Regions from separate parts of the Mus musculus genome. Here all the other regions are linked to region 1. A link is a contact called in public Hi-C and Micro-C data. All regions are on one chromosome and are shown on one strand. The core of a region is the stretch at or near the end of the contact, and the rest is flanking DNA. Distances in the headings are between cores, read along the strand shown.

Evidence for each region. A called contact is a pair of places that touch in the nucleus more often than the background predicts.
Region 2: a Micro-C map of granulosa cells shows a contact between it and region 1, with 2.8 times the contacts expected there. The contact joins two enhancer-like sites. A contact is called at or near these places in 1 of 15 datasets of contacts at CTCF or cohesin (the NIH/3T3 cell line), 7 of 484 Hi-C or Micro-C datasets (the 3T3-L1 cell line, the HL-1 cell line, MC3T3-E1-derived osteoblasts and 4 more), 2 of 115 datasets of contacts at active chromatin or transcription factors (heart atrium and neural progenitor cells) and 1 of 9 other capture datasets (embryonic stem cells).
Region 3: a contact with region 1 is called in a Hi-C map of uterus, with 2.0 times the contacts expected there. The contact joins two enhancer-like sites. A contact is called at or near these places in 4 of 484 Hi-C or Micro-C datasets (bone marrow-derived macrophages, embryonic fibroblasts and uterus).
Region 4: a Hi-C map of liver shows a contact between it and region 1, with 2.4 times the contacts expected there. The contact joins two enhancer-like sites. A contact is called at or near these places in 11 of 484 Hi-C or Micro-C datasets (CD4 T cells, bone marrow-derived dendritic cells, bone marrow-derived macrophages and 7 more), 6 of 115 datasets of contacts at active chromatin or transcription factors (bone marrow-derived dendritic cells, cardiomyocytes, embryonic stem cells and 3 more) and 2 of 9 other capture datasets (bone marrow-derived macrophages and embryonic stem cells).

What each region holds. Positions count from the first base shown.
Region 1 is chr10:37,076,223-37,081,082 of GRCm38.p6, forward strand. No RefSeq gene overlaps it. Among named protein-coding and RNA genes, the nearest start is that of Marcks, 60 kb to the right of the region's middle. Within about 2 kb of position 2,414, at least 100 of the 459 cell types and tissues checked have an H3K27ac peak or open chromatin away from gene starts, as enhancers often do. A contact at or near this core is called in granulosa cells, liver and uterus, where this site is marked.
Region 2 is chr10:37,478,032-37,482,891 of GRCm38.p6, forward strand. No RefSeq gene overlaps it. Among named protein-coding and RNA genes, the nearest start is that of Gm31330, 43 kb to the left of the region's middle. Within about 2 kb of position 2,475, at least 39 of the 459 cell types and tissues checked have an H3K27ac peak or open chromatin away from gene starts, as enhancers often do. A contact at or near this core is called in granulosa cells, where this site is marked.
Region 3 is chr10:37,457,912-37,462,771 of GRCm38.p6, forward strand. No RefSeq gene overlaps it. Among named protein-coding and RNA genes, the nearest start is that of Gm31330, 23 kb to the left of the region's middle. Within about 2 kb of position 1,945, at least 2 of the 459 cell types and tissues checked have an H3K27ac peak or open chromatin away from gene starts, as enhancers often do. A contact at or near this core is called in uterus, where this site is marked.
Region 4 is chr10:37,335,374-37,340,233 of GRCm38.p6, forward strand. It overlaps Gm26535 (a long non-coding RNA gene), which reads left to right. Exons shown (of 5, transcript XR_871577.1): 4 at 2,011-2,143; 5 at 2,448-3,575. Among named protein-coding and RNA genes, the nearest start is that of Gm26535, 18 kb to the left of the region's middle. Within about 2 kb of position 2,073, at least 173 of the 459 cell types and tissues checked have an H3K27ac peak or open chromatin away from gene starts, as enhancers often do. A contact at or near this core is called in granulosa cells and liver, where this site is marked.

The DNA of each region.
Region 1 (4,860 bases), core at 1,164-3,663:
GCATTGAGTTTCTTGGGTGGCTTTTATCAGGCAGAAGTGTTATCAAGCATTTGGGAGTCCCTTTTGTCAGCTCCTAATTCCATTAACAATACAACTTAAAAGTGGACTTAGAAGGAAGCTTTAGAACCATTTTACTAGAGTTTGAGAGAAAAATAAGAGGACAGTCAAGGCGTAGATCCCAGCAGCTGTGCGAAGGAGGGAAATAGGTAAGAGGAAGGGAGTACAAATAAGCAGAAGCCATCAAACAGATGTGCAAAGGGCTTAGGGTCCTCAGCGAAAACTGTGGGAGAGTACAGCCCCTGGGATTTGGGTCAGTATCCAAAGAAGGAGTAAAAAGGAAGGGAAAGGAAAAGGTACTCCTTCTGAGTTAGGACCCTGGCAAGCAGGCAGGCTTAGCACTCAGGATTTGCAAGCAACTGAATCAGGGAGGGGCTTCTGAAGGTAAAATACATTATCTCATTACGGGGATAATTCACTCCACCGGCACACACACACACACACACACACACACACACACACACACACACACACACACATACACACACACACACACACACACGCACACACACACTCTGGTTTTAGCAGGAATTCGGGTAAATCAGCTTTTCTGAGGAGTGGCCCTCTGGCAGGCAGAGTGGACTAGTTCCTACAGAAAGGGACAATAGTTTTTCCTTGTTAGATCTCCAGTTAGGGTGAGTGGTAACCCTAGATCCTACTTTCTGGGCTAGGAAGGAGTTGTTTCCCCTTCACAGACCTCCACAGGGTCTCCTTGCCTTGCCTTCCTCCTTTTGGTAAGGCACATTAATTAACAAGGGGCAAAGCTGATTATGAGGGATGGAGTCATCCTCCAGGCCAGCAAATGTGCTAATGCCTTGAGGCATTAGCTAATGCTAATGAGGCTATCTACCACTAGGTGTTACCTGCCAACACTAGAGAGGCCTTTACCCCTAAAGTCCCTTTGGACTTAAAACTGAAGGAAAAACAAACAAACAAAAAAACAAGAGATCCAGGCTCTCTGTGCTGAGGTAAGAGGATCTCAAGCATAGCGTTGTACGCAAATGGAATAAAGAATATCCGTGCCAGTAACATCAGATCTGCCTTCTCATTCATTTCAGAACAAGCTCGGAGTAGTTCATGCCTTTGAAACCTATTGCCTATTGCCTTTAGAGTGACTTTAGTGTAAAAACTTAAAATAGGCTGATGATCATGTCTGGAGCAAAGGTCACCCCCAAAGATGACACCTAAGCTGCACCCATTCCGTCTGTCCTCCAGCCTTGCTAAATATGTTTCTAAAGCACAATGTCCTAAAGGAACAAAGTTCCTCCCTTGACATCAGTTCAAGAAGGTCAAGAAGACAACACTAGGACAAGTCATTTGAGTGACCAGACCTTGCTTTCAGACTCCACAGTGGGGTCCTGGCGTCTGGAATAAACAAAAGCAAGAGAGGAGAGGAATGGAAACCAGCACTGAGGGCCAGCTGGCTGCATCCGAGGGTGGGGTTTGGTGGAGGTAGGTAACTAGGACCCCTCCTTCAATTCAACAAACACCTTCTGGAGCCTGACTCTCCAGGACGCTGGGTTTTGCTACAGGGAGAGTCAGAGCCACACCAAAGGCATGGAGGCTGAGCTGTACCTCTGGCCTGGGGGAACTACCAGCTGTGCTCTGGGGTAGAAGGTAGAGTGGGGGTGCAAAGAGCCTGCTAAGGTCTACAGCCCAGGAAACCCCTGTGGCACCAACAGGATCCTTCAGTGTGCACCAGGGCAGGTAGAGGTCTGCGGCTGTATACCACCCAGGCTGGCCTCAAACCCTGTGCCACCATGTCTGACACTGTCTTGAGGGTTTATCAGCATCCAACCATGTGACTTTTACACAATGCCTATGGCAGTCTGGAGAGTGGAAAGGGTCTTTTCTCCCTTTTGACTAAACGATGAGTAAGCCACACTTTCTTGTGTTTGAAATGGCTTTAGAGTGTAGAAAAATATCCACACGACCTGTCGGTTGGTATTGAGTACTGATAGCTACCAAGGCTGGCAATTAGAAAAGAAAAAAATAGCTTGGGTCAGGAAAGCAAAAAGGCATCCAGTCTCTTAAGACACAAGGCTCTAAATACCTCCCAGGGTTCCACAAAAGGCCATGCTTGTTTTTTCTTTTGACTTAACTCATCCTGTTTCTGTTTCCAGAGCCCCAATGCAAGTGGAATTCATCAGCCAAAAATACAAATAAGAATAGAAACGGGGAAAAAAAATCTGCTTCTTCTAAAGACTTTTAACGTGCATTCAGCTTGCTGTTACTAGATAAGGACTAAGTCCTTTTCTGTGCTGGGAACCCTAAGTAGTCACATAGGCCTATTATGTCTTAAATGCTGCCCGTGGCCCTGGAACAATGAGCCTGAGGTCCAGGAGCTGAAGCAGTAGGCAGCCTGCCAAGTTCAACACAGGCCAGTCTGAAGAGCAAGGCCTGCTGGGAGCTGCTTCCTGCTCTGCATAGATGCAGGGCAAAGATTTTCCATGCTGGCTTTCAGCATGCACGTTCCACACCGAAGGCCCAGACCAGTGATGACCTGTACTGACATTTTCCATGACATTCTTTGTTTTGTTTTCTGCTTGATAGTATAACTTCGGGGTTTCTTTTTTTGTAACAATCGCTTGGCAAAGATTACTCTTAGATGTCATAGGGGAGTCACCAGACACAGCTAGATTCTCCCCTGGGCAGACATCTCTTTTTTAAATGGAGCTTCATGGGAATTTACTGGATTATTTGTGGAGGAACCCTTTGCTGCACAGCTGTTGGTCAAGAATGTGCCTTGCTTGTGGAAATAAAAGAAGTGGCAGTGGAGCCTTATGATAATGTGCATAAGGAATTAAAAACTGAATTTAAAAATAGGAAATGCAGGGTGCTGGAGAGATGGCTCAGTGGTTAAAAGCATGGCATTGCTCTGAGCTCCTCCCTGATCCACAGTCACCTGTTAATGCCAACTCTGAAAGTCCTGACTTTCAGCTTTTTCTTGACTCTGGACGCCTGTACTCACCTAAACACAGACAAATACTCACGCACACACATTTTAAAAATCTTTTAAAATGGACTACATATTGCTTTATCTCCATTTAGAGCAACATTCTTGTAAAGTGCCATATTTTTTGCCTACATTTGCCTTCATTGGAGACACATCACATGCCCTTATAGCAACCAGGCTCAACCTCCAAGAGAATGGTTGATACTAATTGTCTTCTTTGCTGCACTTGGTGGCAAATGACCTGTACTGAGCATCCAGGAGTTTTTCACCCAGTACTGAACTCACATTGCTAGGTTTTCACGTCAGAGGAAATACAGCTGCATGCATTCACTGTGTGGCAGTCTCCAATACGACGCTTTCCAGGGGAGTTTTAAGATCAGTTTAGACTTTGCCTAATTTTTTTTTATGCATACATAACATGGATTCCACTTGGTGTGTGGCAGTGGTCCACGCCTATCCAGAGTGCTACTAACAAGAATTTATTTCCTTTGGGACATGTTTGGTATACTTCCAAAAAGTTCTTTGCTATGAGGACTCAATGAGTTTTCTGGAAGAGACAATTGCTGACTTTTGCCAGGAACCAAAGGCTCCTTCTGTTCCCTGAGCTTGGAAACGAGGACCATTGCTCCGCATGACTGCTACTCACACTTATGCAGCTTAAAGATATTTTATTGACTGTTTTGCATTTAGTGCTCCATCATGTAAATTACTGTACAGGTGTGCTGGCAGATCTCAGAAGATGTTTCCATAAGACTATTGAAAGAACTCACATGCTTTTCAGCAGACAAATCTTAACTGGGATATCTCTATACAAGGAAATATTATACAGCTGTAAAGAGAAATGAAGAATGACTTCTTTATATGCCCCTGTGGAAGACAAATAGACTATATTGCTAATATTTTAGGACATGAGTATAAAAATTCAAAATGAAACAAGAACTAATCTAATTTTGTATTAGGTTAATGGCAAATCCACTCAGTAAAAAAAGTTTTTCAAGTGACCTTAGAATATGAGGATTGATGTGTGTGGTGGGTAGATAACTGTAATCCCAGAATTTGGGAGATGAAAACAGGAAGATCAGAAGTTCAAGGTCTAGCCTGGACCACTTGAGACTCTTACTCAAAAACAAAAAACAGCATAAATAATAAAACAAGAATATCTAATGAAATAAGTAAATAAGGAAAATGAGAATTGACTAAAGGGCCTATACGTGGGTTATACTCTTAGAACAAAAAAGAAAAAAAGACACCCACAAATAATAATAATAAAAAGGGTACAAAGCTTCAACTCTTTCCAAAAATTGTATTAATGAAAGTGTTACTTTTGATCTTGAGCAAGCCACTAAGAAACATCCCTCCATGGCTTCTGCATCAGCTCCTGCTTTCTGACCTGCTTGAGTTCCAGTCCTGACTTCCTTAAGTTATGAACAGCAATGTGGAAGTGCAAGCTGAATAAACTCTTTCCTCCCCAAGTTGCTTCTTGGTCATGATGTTTGTGTAAGAATAGAAACCCTGACTAAGACAGGCTGTTTATCTTGGGATCAAACAACTAATGAGGTAGGCATCCTCTGGGCAGGGATTCTGAGAAGGTGGAGGTGGGGCTGAGGTCCAGACAGAACAAGGTGACTGCAGCACACAGGTAGTGCCTGCTATCCCATTCACTCCTACATTGTCACCTCCCTTCTAGATGCTAGCACCTAGGGAACTGTATGTGTTAAACGGAGTGGAAAATCTACTCCCCTGAAGATCTTGTATTATTGGCAAAAGCATATGTGGTGGTTTGAATATGTTTGGCTCAGGGAGTGGCACTATTAGGAGGTGTGGCCTTGTTGGAGTAGGTGTGGCTT
Region 2 (4,860 bases), core at 1,225-3,724, 400 kb after region 1:
CTTTATACAAGATGCATTAAAGAAGAGTTAAAAAAATCATGAACACAGGTGACAAAATTATGGAATTAATCTCTGAAGGAGCACTTATCCAAGGTTATTTCATTAATCCTCACAACATGATCTTGGAGTCTCTCTTTCATAATGGTTGCAATTTACCAGTGGGAAGTAAATAACTTCACTAACATCATCATAGTCTTTGGCTCCCCTGTCTGTGGGCACATGTCTGGGCCACCTCTTCATGTTGAAAGTTTTGTGAATTATGTAAGTTATGCAGTACGCCAGCTGGCTGTGGCTTCCATAACAAAAGGTCACTGACTGGGTGGCTTAAAATACAGAAAGTTATGTCCTTACATTTCTGAAGGATTGAAGTCCAATGTTAAGGAACTGGCCCTTTGGTTGCTTCTTGGATCTTGCTCTGTAATGGGTAGATATTCATACTCAAAACTGTATCTGCTTTGTTTGTCCCCGTGTCTTTGTGATTTGTGTTCAATAACCTATTCTATTGACTTAGGACCTACTATAATGTCCCAATAGTAACTTAATCACCTCTATCAAGGTCAAGTTATGAGATTACAGGGATTAGGCTTTTGTCTTAGGAATTTTTTTTTAGTTACATATTTTCCTCAATTACATTTCCAATGCTATCCCAAAAGTCCCCCATACCCTCCCCTCCACTCCCCTACCCACCCATTCCCACTTTTTGGCCCTGGCGTTTCCCTGTACTGGGGCATATAAAGTTTGCGTGTCTAATAGGCCTCTATCTTTTGATACATATGTAGCTAGAGTCTTAGAAATTTTTAATGAAACACAATTCACCATGGAACACTTAGTGTGACATTTAGAAGTCAGGTTATGTCATCACTCTTGTAAGAGCACTCTGAGGGATGGTAACCAAGGATGGTTGGCATAAAGGTGGTGTTTAAAGAGATAGTGTTAGGATGGTGCTTAAGAGTCTGCAACAACAACATTATGAACTAACCAGTACCCCTGAGCTCTTGACTCTAGCTGCATATGTATTAAAAGATGGCCTAGTGGGACATCACTGGAAAGAGAGGCCCATTGGACATGCAAACTTTATATGCCCCAGTACAGGGGAAAGCCAGGGCTAAAAAAAAAATGGGAATGGTTGGGTAGGGGAGTGGGTGGGGGAGGGTATGGGGACTTTTGGGATAGCATTGGAAATGTAATTGAGGAAAATACGTAATAAAAATATTTAAATTAAAAAAAAGAGAAAATCACAAAAAAAAGAGTCTGCAACAAAAAGTTCTCAATAGTCTTATGAAGTGTGTGTGTGTGCTATGTGATAAATATATGAAATGTATGTTTATATGAGTGTAATTTAAATGTATATGTAGAAACTTATTCATAAAAGCAGACCCATAGCACACCATTATCTTTTGTTAAATATAAGCAACAGTGTTAAAAACCTTCTTCATTTTTATGGACAACTATCCCAATTGTGCATGGTCAGTTACAGTATCACGTACGTAACTGACCTGCACACTGAGTTCTGTACTTGTGTGTAACTGTGCTGTGAAATTTAAAAATGAGATATTTTAATAATATTACCATAGGAAGAAACCAATAAAAAATTAAAGAGGACAGTTTCAGATTTCTAAAAAGGGTTAATGAAACTATTTATCATACATCTTCTTGTGTTAAAATTTCCTTATGTGCTTCATTAGTATTTCCAAGTCATTATCTACTATCCAGTCAGTAATAATGCCTGCCAGAGTTGGACCTTTATCTCTGACTTTGTTGCACTTTTGGCATGAAAGACCCATATGCAGAACAAGTAGAAATACGAATCTCATATGAACTTTTACCCCATTCTAGTAATTGCAGAGTGAGTGTTTCATTAAGAATGCTAGGGAAGATCATTTTTTATAATTTTAATTGAAGGATTCCTGATAGGATGATACATTTAAACATTTATTTCCCAAATGTTCTTGTTTGTTTGTTCTTTGAGAGATCACAGAGATTTCAGGAGGTATGTGGCCTCCTTGAAAAAAAAATAGCCATTGGTGTGTGTTATTAAAACCTGGCATACCTCAGGATGACCTCAGCTTCTTCACCACTGACCCAGCTGCTTCATGATTCTACTACCTCACTCTTGCCTTCTCTACCACGATAGTCCATAAGCTCTTATGCCGAGATCAAAACAAACCCTTCTCATCTTACATTACTTCTTTCAAGTGATAAGAAAATACCAAAACAACCCAACAAGGCAAGATGTCCAAATCATCATACATATGAAGCAGGAAGAATAACTAGGAGACTAGGAGAAGGCAACGGTGACAGCATCTAAGAGGTAAATATAAGGGGAATCCCACTGGAATAGTATAAATTATGAGAGCCAAACATATTTTACAACCAGAGTCAAAAAAATCATATGATTCCTAGGGCTGGCAGGGATCATGACCTGTGCCACAGTAAGGCCTCTGGCACTCTGAAGAGTAAACAAGAGCTCAGAGTGACTCATGGCTTTGCTGTCATGTTAAAAGTTAATATTCTCTTTTGTTTCCACTGTCAAGATTTAGGGATATCTGTGTCATCACAGTACATTTCAAGTTCAAATAAAGAGCATTCCAATGGCTACACCCAGGGAAAGGACAGTGCCGTGTTATGACAAAGCTTTTGAAGCAATCTGAAATCAATGCCTATCTGAACATTAGTGAGAGTGGCAGGTGAGCATGGATACATAACATACAAAAGGAACTGGGGATATGCAGGTACCAAATAGCTTGTTTTAAAGTGTGAACCAACAGAGTGCTGCTTTAGATGTGAGTCCAGAGGACTTTCTGAGCTTGAAGCATTCACTTGCTTTTGATGCTATAGTGTTTCAGCAGACAGCAATCAGGGATGGAGTTTTGAAATCCATGTGTGAGAGCTATGGAGAGTCATGGTCTAGACTCCCAGAAGGAAGTTTCTGTGGAGAGCTGGAGACAAAGGGAGACTGCCACAAGGCAAAGATACACTGCTGGAGTCTTCAGTTACTTTTGGTGGGCTCCTGTGAGACAATATGGGTAAGGTGTTACTTTAAAGGTGCATGGTGTCTGGAGGAACAGGTAACATTAGAAAGAGATTAGCAGTCCTTGGGGATGCTCAGGACTATCCAACTCCTCCTCTTCCTCTTCCTCTTTCTCCTCCTCCTCCCCCTTCTTCTTCCTGATGAGAACATGATGGGAATCACTTACAAGTGAGAGTTTAAAATTCATATAAAGGCTTAAATTTTTCTTAGTATTTGAAGAGATACCAGAGAATAAAATTGCTGACAGTAGGGTCGTTGCAGTGACAGAATCTAGGTCGTGCCTTTCTCTGTTGAGCTGACACTTGCCTTCCAAGAAGGATGGTCTTAGCTTTGTTAATCATTCCAGAACATTCACATTAAAGAATTTTAACAAACAATCATTGATTACTTTTTCTGATTAAAAAAAAATGTTGCTATCCCCAACTGTACATTTTATAGTTTATCTCTTAAGTTAGTTTCCTTAGCACTAGATATTTTTTTCTCATACATTTTTCCAATTGTAGATGTGATAAGGCCATTCTCCCTTTACATAACTAAACCAAAAGTTAATATTATCATTCTACTTATGAAGAATACATGATTGTCCCATCTAAAGCTATATTAGACAGCAATTATTTTGGTATTTTATGACTTTTTAAGGAAAATTTAAAGAAAACTCCCATTTTTAATATTATTTTCTTAAATTTATTATTTTTTTCTGGAATGGAGGAAGAAAAGGAAAACTGATAATTCTGCCCTCTGACCTGACAGCTTGGATTATAATTTTAAAACTTGTTTCCTACCCTTGAATCATAACCCAGTGAAATTCTTTTTAAACAATTCAGTGTCTTAAGTTCTAAATCTATTTATATTTATTTTTAAACATGTGTATGCATGTGTGTGTGTGGGTATCTGAAGAAGCCAAAAACCAGCATTGGAGCCCCGAGAGTTGGTCTTACAAATGGTGGCATACTGCATGCCATGGCTGCTGGGAGTTAAACTCTGTAAGAGAATCAAGGGAGATAAGCCTCTTGGCCATTTTCCCAGCCTCCAATTTAAAAAGTTTTGTATAGATTATCTAAGACAAAGTTTGGCTTTAGATATTACAATCTATTAAAGTTTGTGAGCCCAGTCTGGTGTGTGGGTGGTTTGTACACAAATAAGGAATCAGAAATGGTGTTTACATTTTAAAATGTAAGAAAAACAACAAACAAAAGAAAAGGAAAGAAATTGCTACTGAGATTGTTTATGTCGCACCAACTCTAAAATATTTACTATTGGATTGTGACCAGCAGTAGATAATGAATCCCAGAACTAAAGGATTCTGCAACAGATTTTCTTTGAATTCCCTTCTTAATGCTGTTTTCTCCCTGTTCCCACCTATGGATTTTGCTGTTGTTTATTTGTAAAGTGTCTTCGTGAAGCATGGCTTTGCTTGGGTTAACAAACCAACAAATGTGATACCAATCATCTATAGGAAAAGCTTCATCTTTTGCCTCTGTTTCAGAACAATAATAACAGCAGCATTTCACATCTAACCTCTAACCTTTATGCTAGGTAGAAGTCACCTACTTGGTTTTCAAATGGTCTTGCTCCGCATCCCATTCTCATTAGTTATTGCCTTACCTTTGGGCTGTACTGTTTTCTTTTCTTCCGTTAATGGAGCAATTTCCCTGCCCTGATTTTAAATTGAACCTCATTCTCTGGTGCTGTAATTAATCTATAATATAGACTCAATTCAAACATAACCCTCCTTGGTGAGGGTAAGGGAAAGCATGTAGACTGAGGTGTTGACGTGGCTAATTCTAAAAGCGAAGAAACCAGGTTGGGAAGAAATTCTTTCACAGGAA
Region 3 (4,860 bases), core at 695-3,194, 380 kb after region 1:
TTGTTTCACACATCGATTTCATTGCTACAGACTAAGAGCATTTGGAATTGAAGTTTTAGTTTTTAGGCTTTCAAAATAATTGAAGTGAACTTGCAAGAATTCTGTAAAATCCTGTGGAAATGCCAGTGAGCTGCTCGGGACATGAATCTCCATGGCAGCCAGCAGCCATGAAAGCTCAGCAACAGACCTCCACACAGAGGCAGCCTTTCTGTTGGGAAACCTGACATTTTCTTTCTTTCTTTCTTTTTTTTTTAATTATGTATTTTCCTCAATTACATTTCTAATGCTATCCCAAAAGTCATCCAGAATGCAGACAGAAGGGTTCACATCCACATAGCAAGGTGTCATGGTAAAAGCAGAAACCATATAAGAACATGTTTCTTATGTAAAGAATGGTTTTCCAGCAGGAAGGATTCTGCTGTATCTGAGCCCAGCTTTTTCCTATAGCAAATGAATTTGCCCAAATGTGAGCTTTCCAACTGACGGCTCAGCAATGCTATTCCAACATGTGAAGGTTCAACTTTGGCCTTAGCCTGAACGCTTGAATGGTGATCTCTAGGGTGTTAAACTCAAAATGAGTTTCAAGCGTGCTACACAGGCACTGTACTAACTGAGCTACATTTTCAGGCCAGAATACATTTCTTTTTAAAGTATTTGCTACATATTAGTACTCTATTCCTTCAAAAGTTCAGGCTAAGTTCAAACTTGGGAGTGTCTTTCCTCAGCCTTCCAAACTCTGAGAATACAAGCAAGCATTTACCACTGTCCTCAATAAAAGAAATACTTTATTTTTAAAGTATAATGTCCATTTTATTTGGCCCAGATCTTTTTTCTTCCATCCTTATGAAGCAAGATCTTTACATGAACTCTGGTGGAGGTGGAGGGGACAGCATCAGCAGTCCAAATCAGGGCATGGGTACTCAGTTCTTCTGAGTTTCAGGAATTCAATTCCTGACCACCTTGCTATGAATGGCACAGCTGACACAATGCAGCTTGACACAGAGCATGGAAATCATATGAGCAGCAAAGACACTTGCTTTGGAATTATCCTTGATGGAAGGACAGTGTTCTGAGTGATCAACAGCTAATGGTCTTCTCCTTAGGTAGGAATAGTTAGTGCAACAACTGGCTGGTCATGGTCATATATTGCTACATATTGACTTTCCACATGTCAGCCAAGTACTTCACCGGAACACCCAACAAACACGTATTTCTCCCTATTGTGATCTAACTTCACTCCATCCCTAATTCTGCCCTATTTATTTTTCTAGAACCCAAATGGGCTGTTGCCCATATATTCCCAGACATTTCTCTGATTGAAGTCATTAAAAAATGCCCTGTTCCTTGAGCACACTGATTAGGCCTCCTCTCTCTCTCTCTCTCTCTCTTTCTCTCTCTCTCTCTCTCTCTGTCCCAATTTATCCTCTGTGGGTGAGCTTTCCTTCTCCTCTCTTGGATGCTGGCTTTTATGAGTTCTGTTCTCAGGCTATTTTCTTTCTCACAGATTACTTTTCCAGACTCATCTTAATCTCTCACATCTTTAGTTCCCACTTCGCTGTGGAGGGTTTCCCAGATCGGTATCTTTAGTACCTAGTCTTTTGACCAATCTGTATTCTCACCCCTTATCCAAGGAGCCCTTCTCCCGTGAGTTCGCAAGTATCTAAATTTGGCAGTGAAAAAAACCTGTCGAACAAACAAATAATCCAGTATCTTATGCTCCTCCATATTCCACATACTTTACTTCTTGAGCCAAGTGGGCCCCATGACGGCTTCCTGTGATTCTGGTTCCTCAGATTGGGCATGACCTCAAACAAACCCCAAAACTATCTGGCTTCTGTTCCCACTGGCAATTCCTTATTTAGTGTTTATCATATCTCTACAGCATGGAGATGATCTAGCCCATTAAAAAAACAAAACAAACACAGACTTCAAATTCTCTCACTTTAATTCACTCCCACACTGCTGCTGGAGGGGAGTCTCTAAAATGTAGTCTGACTGTTAGATGCAGCTGCCTGGCGGTAGCATTTGAAACTGTTAAAATGTGCTTCATCTCATTTCCAACCCCTTGTTCTTCCCTTTCTCCCGCTTTATTTTCTTTCTTCATACTTACTTTGTCTCTAATCATCATGAGTGATGCAAACTTACCCTATTTGTTTTGATCTTGTATCAATTCTCCCCCACCCCCTGTCTTCTTCCTCTTCATAGCTCACCAGTTTAAGCACTAGCCAGGCCCTACTCCTGGTTCTACCTCGTTTACAACATAGAAGGTATCAGGCCTATTTAGGGTGCTCTGGCCACAAGCTTCACACCTCTCATTATCTAAACTGTCTTGGAGGATGGAGGTACTTATTCATCCTCTTCCATGCACCACCGTTTTGTTCTTACAGTCACTATTTTCTACAGCTTACTAAGGATTCCTTCCCTACATGTCTGGCTTCTTGACAAGCACAGGGATTCCTAGAGGCAGTGTTAAAAGCATTGCTCTTATTTTCTACAAAAGACACTAAATATCTAAGTACCACATCCTGTATCATATGTAAATGGCTGAATAATATCGGATAACATTAACAAACAAGCAACTTAATGATTTGGAATATTTACTCTACTTTAAACTGCAAAACAAAGATATCCCTTTATTAATAGACAAAACACCCCTCCCCTATGATGCTGTTATGCAAAGTAGGATTCATCTTCTCAACTTTTTCTTATAGTTAAAATTTATTTTATGTCGAGAGATTGTTCTTAGTACATCTGAATTAAGCATGTGTTCCAAGTGTTTTCAGAGTATTTCCTTTTTGACACTCAAGTAATTTCTTTCACCTGTTGTTTATTTTCATACATTTGCTTTTCACTTCAGCTTTCTCAGAACTCCCTTCCCAGGGCATTAAGAAATCCACAGCATACTGAAGTTAGCTGTCCTCTGATAAGCCCAGGGCACATGCCTACACATAGAGAGGGATCTAAGCGGCTAACCTTTAAAGGCATGTATGTCTGTGCTAAAGAAAATGTCTCTTCAGAACCCAAGCTTTCCAAGTAGCCAAGGTGATCTCATTTGAGTCTAGGGAGTTTACTAAAATGTTAAATTACAGATATCAAAATGAAACATCAGAGAAAATGTAAGATCAAGGACACTTACTTCTTCATAAATGTAAGAGTTCATTCAAAATACATAGTGATCTGTAAAGAATTTCATCATAGAAGGGGCCAGACATGCTAGATATTCCTGATACTTGTTGATAACAGATGGTAAAATCATCATAGGTTTTAAGGTTCTGTGGCTGGAGAGATGACTCATAGTTATAAGAACATGGACTTTGCTAGAGGAAGACTTGAATTCAGTTCTCAGCACTCATGTCAGCTTACAACTATCCAGCTGTGGAGAGACCAACCCTTCTGTCCTCTACACACAAGCACCTGCAGTACTGTGCACATACCCTGAGCATGTACTCACACAGAGACACACATAATAAGTATTCATTTAAAATTTTTTCATACAATATTGTTTGTTATTTCTTTCCTCTGTTGATGCTTCCTAGATTCTTCCCAACTCACTACCCATCCAACTTCATGTTCTTTTTCTTCCTCTCCCTCTCCCCCAGATATATCTTAAAAAATGAAAACCACCCACCCCCCAAAACCCAACACAGCAAAACAGGAAAGCCAACAACACCATCTACACACACACACACACACACACACACAGACACACACACGAAAAACAAAAAATGAAAACAAATAATAAGCAGAAACAAAGTTCCCAAACAACCCAAAATGTATCTCTCTGTCTGTCTCATGTCTGCACACATGCACACATGCACATACATACAAACACACACACACACACACACACACACACACACACACACACACACACACACAGCCAGCCTCCCCGCCCCTCCTGCCACTCCAAAGGACAACAAATATGACTGAGTTTGCTTTGTGTTGGCCAACTACATCGAGACATGTGGCCTATCCTGGAGTATGTTTGAAACACCCAGGAACTCTCCATTGGAGAAAACTGATTATCCCAACAGGTATAAGTTGTAAATAGTTGCAATAGCTCAGTTAGGGGTTGGATTTTTGTTTTCACTTCTCTTCTCAATGCTAGAATTTAGTCTAGTTTGAACCTCTGTAAGTCTTGTGCATGGTGCAATAGTCTCTGTGAGTTTATGTGTATATCAGTCCTGTAATGTCTGGAAGAAACTGTTTTCTTGGGATGGTTCACCACTTCTGGCTCTTAAAATCTTTCTGCCTCCCCTTCTGCATAGATTCCTAGCCATTGACAGAAAGGGTTTGAAAAAGACATGTTGTTTAGGACTGAGTGCTCCAATGTCTTTCACTCTCTACATACTGTCCAGTTGTAAGAGGAGTTTCTCAGATGAAGGTTGAGTGATGAACTACTTTGTGGGTGCAGCAATGTTATTTTTACTTTTATTCTGACTTGGGCACTTGTGATAATTGCAAAATTAGAGCTTGATATCTGAATTTGGGAGAATAAAAAGGATGTGTCTTTTATGTCTTATGAAAATTGTAATTCTTGTGAAACAAAGCACGGCTCTTCTAAAGAAAGCACACAAATATATAATGATTTTTTTCCTTTTCTTCCAATATCTTAGTGTTAAAAACCTGTACTATGATTTCTGGATCTACATTTTTAACAAAAATTTTGAAGATATTTTTATTGAAAAAAAATCACTGGAATTTGCTTTATGAAACTTGGGTTTTCTACTTACAGACCTCTCCAGAACTGTCTATTATGTGTAATCTTGCCAAGTAACTTTAAATGTGTGTGGACATTTTTTTCAACTATACCATGATAAAATACATATAGAAAGCACAAAACCATATCTTCCAAAACTT
Region 4 (4,860 bases), core at 823-3,322, 260 kb after region 1:
GAAGGAGGATGATGTCACCGAGGAGATGCCTTCAGCTGTTCCCACAAAACCACAGCTGGAGAGGTTATAGGTCCTAGGAGGGTGGGGAATTTATACTCTCTTTATTTTGCTAAGTGGTCAGGTTGTCAAACTGCCTTTTGAATATTTGTGCCTGAACCCATGGATCAGGGCTGTCTCAGTCTTGGTGAGAGAAGCAGTCAAGACATAACTGGTCTAAGTACTGTGGATAAGTGACTGAATGCCCAGCCCTAAGTGAGATATCTGTGTCAACACTCCATCCCCGCACTCAGGACTTGTTCCAAGAGAATAACACCTAGGGCGTGAGGCAGAGTGCTGTGAAATTCTGTCTTTTTCATATGACATGACCACTGCACCCATGAATTCAGAATAGCTGTGGATACCTGCAGATCTATGCAAGATTAAGCCAGTCAACATTCTTGCATGAATGTAGGAGTGACTCATGAGGCACTACCCCTAACTGAAAATTGTATATGTACCAAGATGAGAGAGGGCCCAAGAATTTGGGGGTGGGGTGGAGAAGAGGTGGAGGGTGTAGGCCCATGCCCTGATATTTATATTTATGTGCATATAAGGAACACTAATTAGGCCCATTTGAGAGGTGGGGAGAGAGGGAGGAAGGGAGGAATGAAGGAAGGAAGGAAGGAAGGAAGGAAGGAAGGAAGGAAGGAAGGAAGGAAGGAAGGAAAGACATGAAGTTCGGATGGGGACCTGTTGGAGAGGAAAATGTGTTGGGATAGGGCCTTGAGGGAGTTGGCAGGACAAAATGGAGGTGGGTATGATTAAAAGATATATACATGTATAAAATTTCAATGAATTAATCTAAGGAGCAAAGATCCCAGAGCATCTGAGGAAATGCCTTTTTGAGCAGCCAGAGCATGGTCTAAGCTCACCTACATTGTGTTTTTTTTTCAAGCAGGCTTGACGATTTATGGGTTTAACAAGATTTCTCTGGACATGGAACTGTCTACAAACTAACTTAACACATTAATTCTGTCATGCCATAAGACCCTTAGTGCCCAGGGTGAGGTACAGAAACCCCATGGCTCAGTGAGGTACAGGGGAGGACTAATTAATTAAACAAATATGTCTTAAATATCATCTTAATAATTCTCTGAATGCTTTGTATTGCCCATAATTTGTCTATAGCACAATTACACAGTTCACCAATAAAAAATGGACATATTAGGGTCTGTGATTGTATTATTTTAACTTGGTAAGGCAGACTTAAATACAGCAAATGACCCTGGAACTGGTGTCCTTAGCCGTAGAGTCCTGTTCAGTCCAGGCTCTATAACAAAAACTGTTCCAATAGCCTGTCCTGACCTGTGAGAATTTTAAACATCTTCGGACCGAACTTTTCCTTTCATTGCTTCAAGACACAGATGGCATAGAGAAAACCAAGACATTAAGAGTTCAGTGTTCCCATCTTGGACCCCAGGCTCCTAAGAGTTTGCATATGTAGTAGGTGATTCATCCTAAAATTTTTTGTGTATTTCTATTCCTCTGATTACAGAACAGCTTCTTGTTCAGACATTTTCTAAGGGCATCAAAGGGCAACTAGAAAAATCCAGTGGAAAAAGCATTCGCAGCAGGTTAATTAGTTGCAGAGGAGAAAATAGAAGTGCAGTATTATTTGTTAAGACCACAATAGGAAGTGTGATTGTGGTGTCTGTATATTATTCCATTATTGAAGGAGAGGGTAGTGCTAAGTGACTGAAGTCCTCCTTTGAGGCTTGCTGATCTTCTCTATAAGGAGGCTGCCTCTTACACAGGCAGGACTTAGCAGGTTGCCTGTCAGGACAAGCCCAGAGGTGGCATTACTTGGTGTTTGCTGATCAATGACACTTTGGAGTTCTGAGAACTCAGGCTCAAGGAGTGACTCCGGAAGCTGAGCTGTGTGGTTTTGCCCTGGGATCCTCAGCCCAGCACAGGATTGTGATTTAGTGCCTTGTGACTCAATATCCCCAAAGCTTATTTGCTTTTCCTCAGCCTGCAATGCCCAGAAAGGAGTTGGTGGCAAGTCACAGACCACACCCCAACCTTTCAGTCCTTTTGCTAATTTCTGCTGCTTCACTTCAGAGTCCCAGAACAACAGTGTGATGACTCACCAGCCTTACTTCCTGTAAGTAATCATTTTCCCACGGTGAGTGATGGTTTACTCCCGGGGTTGGGGGTGGGGGTAGGAGGAAGAATGTTGACTTGATTTTTTTTTCCTGTGCCTCATTTCTGCTGACAGAGAGCTAACTTTGAGTACTTTGTCTCCATTTTCATGGTCATCTCCAAAACACAACTTTAAAAATATTTTAATTTGTTAAGCTAACTACCCTGAAGTGTATGTTATCAGTAGGGAACAAGATCATGATAAACCCAATACATAGTTTGTTTTTAAAAATATTTAATGGTGATTTTGTAATTTTCTTACTTAGTTTGGCGTGAAATGACTTCCTGTGGAGGCCAAAGGCTGAAGAGACCCCCATTGCAGCCCCATTCTATGTTGAGAGAGCTGAGACCTGAAGCACCTACATGAGTTGTCTGTTTCTACACAACTAATTGATAACAGATTGATTTGGGCCAGGGACCAGCTAATTTTAGGCTGTGATATTCTATAACCTTATGGATGATAAATAGACCTAAGCTTATCTGTGACTTGTCACAAGGAAACACATAACCATAAAACTTTGTGATGAGAGTATTTCTTTCTTTGGACAGAGGAGAATGGGAGAAATCATGTCTGTTTCATAACACGTGTTGTAAGAATAGGTGGGAAGGTGCTCAGAGTTTAAGCACACAGTAGGTGGTCAGTAGTAACTCTAATTATTACAGAGGACCTGGTAAGGTGTTCTCTGGTTCTCTGGGGCTTCCTTTCACTGGTTTCTGTTCTCCTTTAGGCTGTGGAGTGCTTTCTCCTGCTCAGCAAGGCTCAGTGCTGAATTTCCTGTGACATTTGCATGTGAGTTGTCTCATTTCCCTGAAACCCTGTCACAAGCCCTGGGGTTGCTTCAGAGAAAGATCTGAAACCCCTGTCAGGGAAGTCCCATGGAGAAGTATTGCCTTCCCTTCTGGAGTTTACAGCTCTCTTCCAGATAACTGGCCCTTCCAGCTATGGCTCCAGGCCTCTGATAGGGCAAACGGTGGTGGTAGCCAGGGACTATCCCCAGGCTCTGCTTCTAGCCCTTGATCCTTTTATCATCCCCTTCAGATGACTTCATCTGACTTTTCCCTATTTTGTTCTTTCCCTTTCACCCTCCTCCCTCACCAATGGAAATTTAGAGGGTTCTGAGATTCTTGGGGAACTCTGGGGCTGTATAGCTCTTGTCCTCACTTCCTCTAAACATCACAGGGGATTCCTAAAGCAAATTGATGGCCCAGCACCTCAGCAGGCGCCCTCCCCCAGGATGGAGTTACCACATAGGTGGACTCTTCAAATTCTGTTTTTGAGTTTTAACTGCAACGCACACACACACACACACAGTCACATTCATTCATTTTTGCAGTGTTTTCTGTTATTTATATTTAAATTTTCTGTAATTTAAATGCCATGTGTCACAATAAAATAGTCAATTTAATTAAATGGGTTTATTGAATTATGGTATGTATGCCTGCATCTCTGTGTTTGTATAAGTATTTGTGTGTATGTATTTTTTTATGTGCTTGCACATATGTGGTATGGTTATGTCTGTATGGATATATATATATGTGTGTATGTGATTATATAATACATTGCATATATGGGCATGTTTATGTTTATATGTGATGTGTGTATATAATTGTGTATTCTTTGTGGTGTACATGTATGTATATATGTATATATGTTTATGTGCTATATGTGCATATGTCTATATGTATGCAGTACATATTTATATGTGTGTGTATGGGTGTGTGATATGTATATGTTTGTGTAGACACATGCCTGTATGTTTGTGTAGTTTGTAAATGGACATGCACATATATTTGTATACGTGTGACATATATATACATATATATATATATGTGTGTGTGTGTGTGTGTGTGTGTTCATACATAAACATATATATATAAATGTTTGTGTATGTCTGTGGGTATGTATATATGGGTATATATGAGTGTGTATGGTACATAGATGTGTGTTTATATTTTTGTATCTACATGCCTGTGTAGGATATATATGGATGTATAGGTGTATGTTTTTATATGATGTGCTTGTGTGTATGCTATGTGTATGTGTCATATATATATATGTATGTTTGTATATTTGTGTCTCTGTGTGTATATACCTTTGTGTGTATGTGTATATGTGTTTGTTTCAGGTTTTCCATGTTGTATCACCAGGGAATTTACCTCTTGAGGGTCTGTCACAGCACAATCTGTAGCACGTGAAAAGATACAGCTTTGTGCTAAGTGCTTTGAAATGACATTGAGTAACATTAAATATTGCAAAAGCATAAAGGAGGAAACAGGATCCGAGCTGCAGCTCAGCTGCAGAGTGCTTGCAGAATGTGTATGTATGTGTGTATATGTGTGTGCACATGTGTGTATGCATGTGCCGGTATGTGCTGCTTTGTGTATGTGTGTGCACATATGTGTGTATGGTTATATATGTGTATGTACATATGTGCCTGTGTGTGTGCATGTAAGTGTGTGTGTATGTGTGTATGAATGCATGTGTGTGTGTGTGTGTGTGTGTGTGTGTGTGTGTGACCCGATAAGTTTCATTAGGGCTGTTTACAGGAGGGGCTGTTTACAGGACCCTGTGCACCTTACCAATGAGTGACTACTGAAGAAAATGTGTCTCCTTCCCCATGTTAAATAATATCTTTCTATTAATCCAGAGGGAGGAGTAGAATCCCATGATCCCCACCC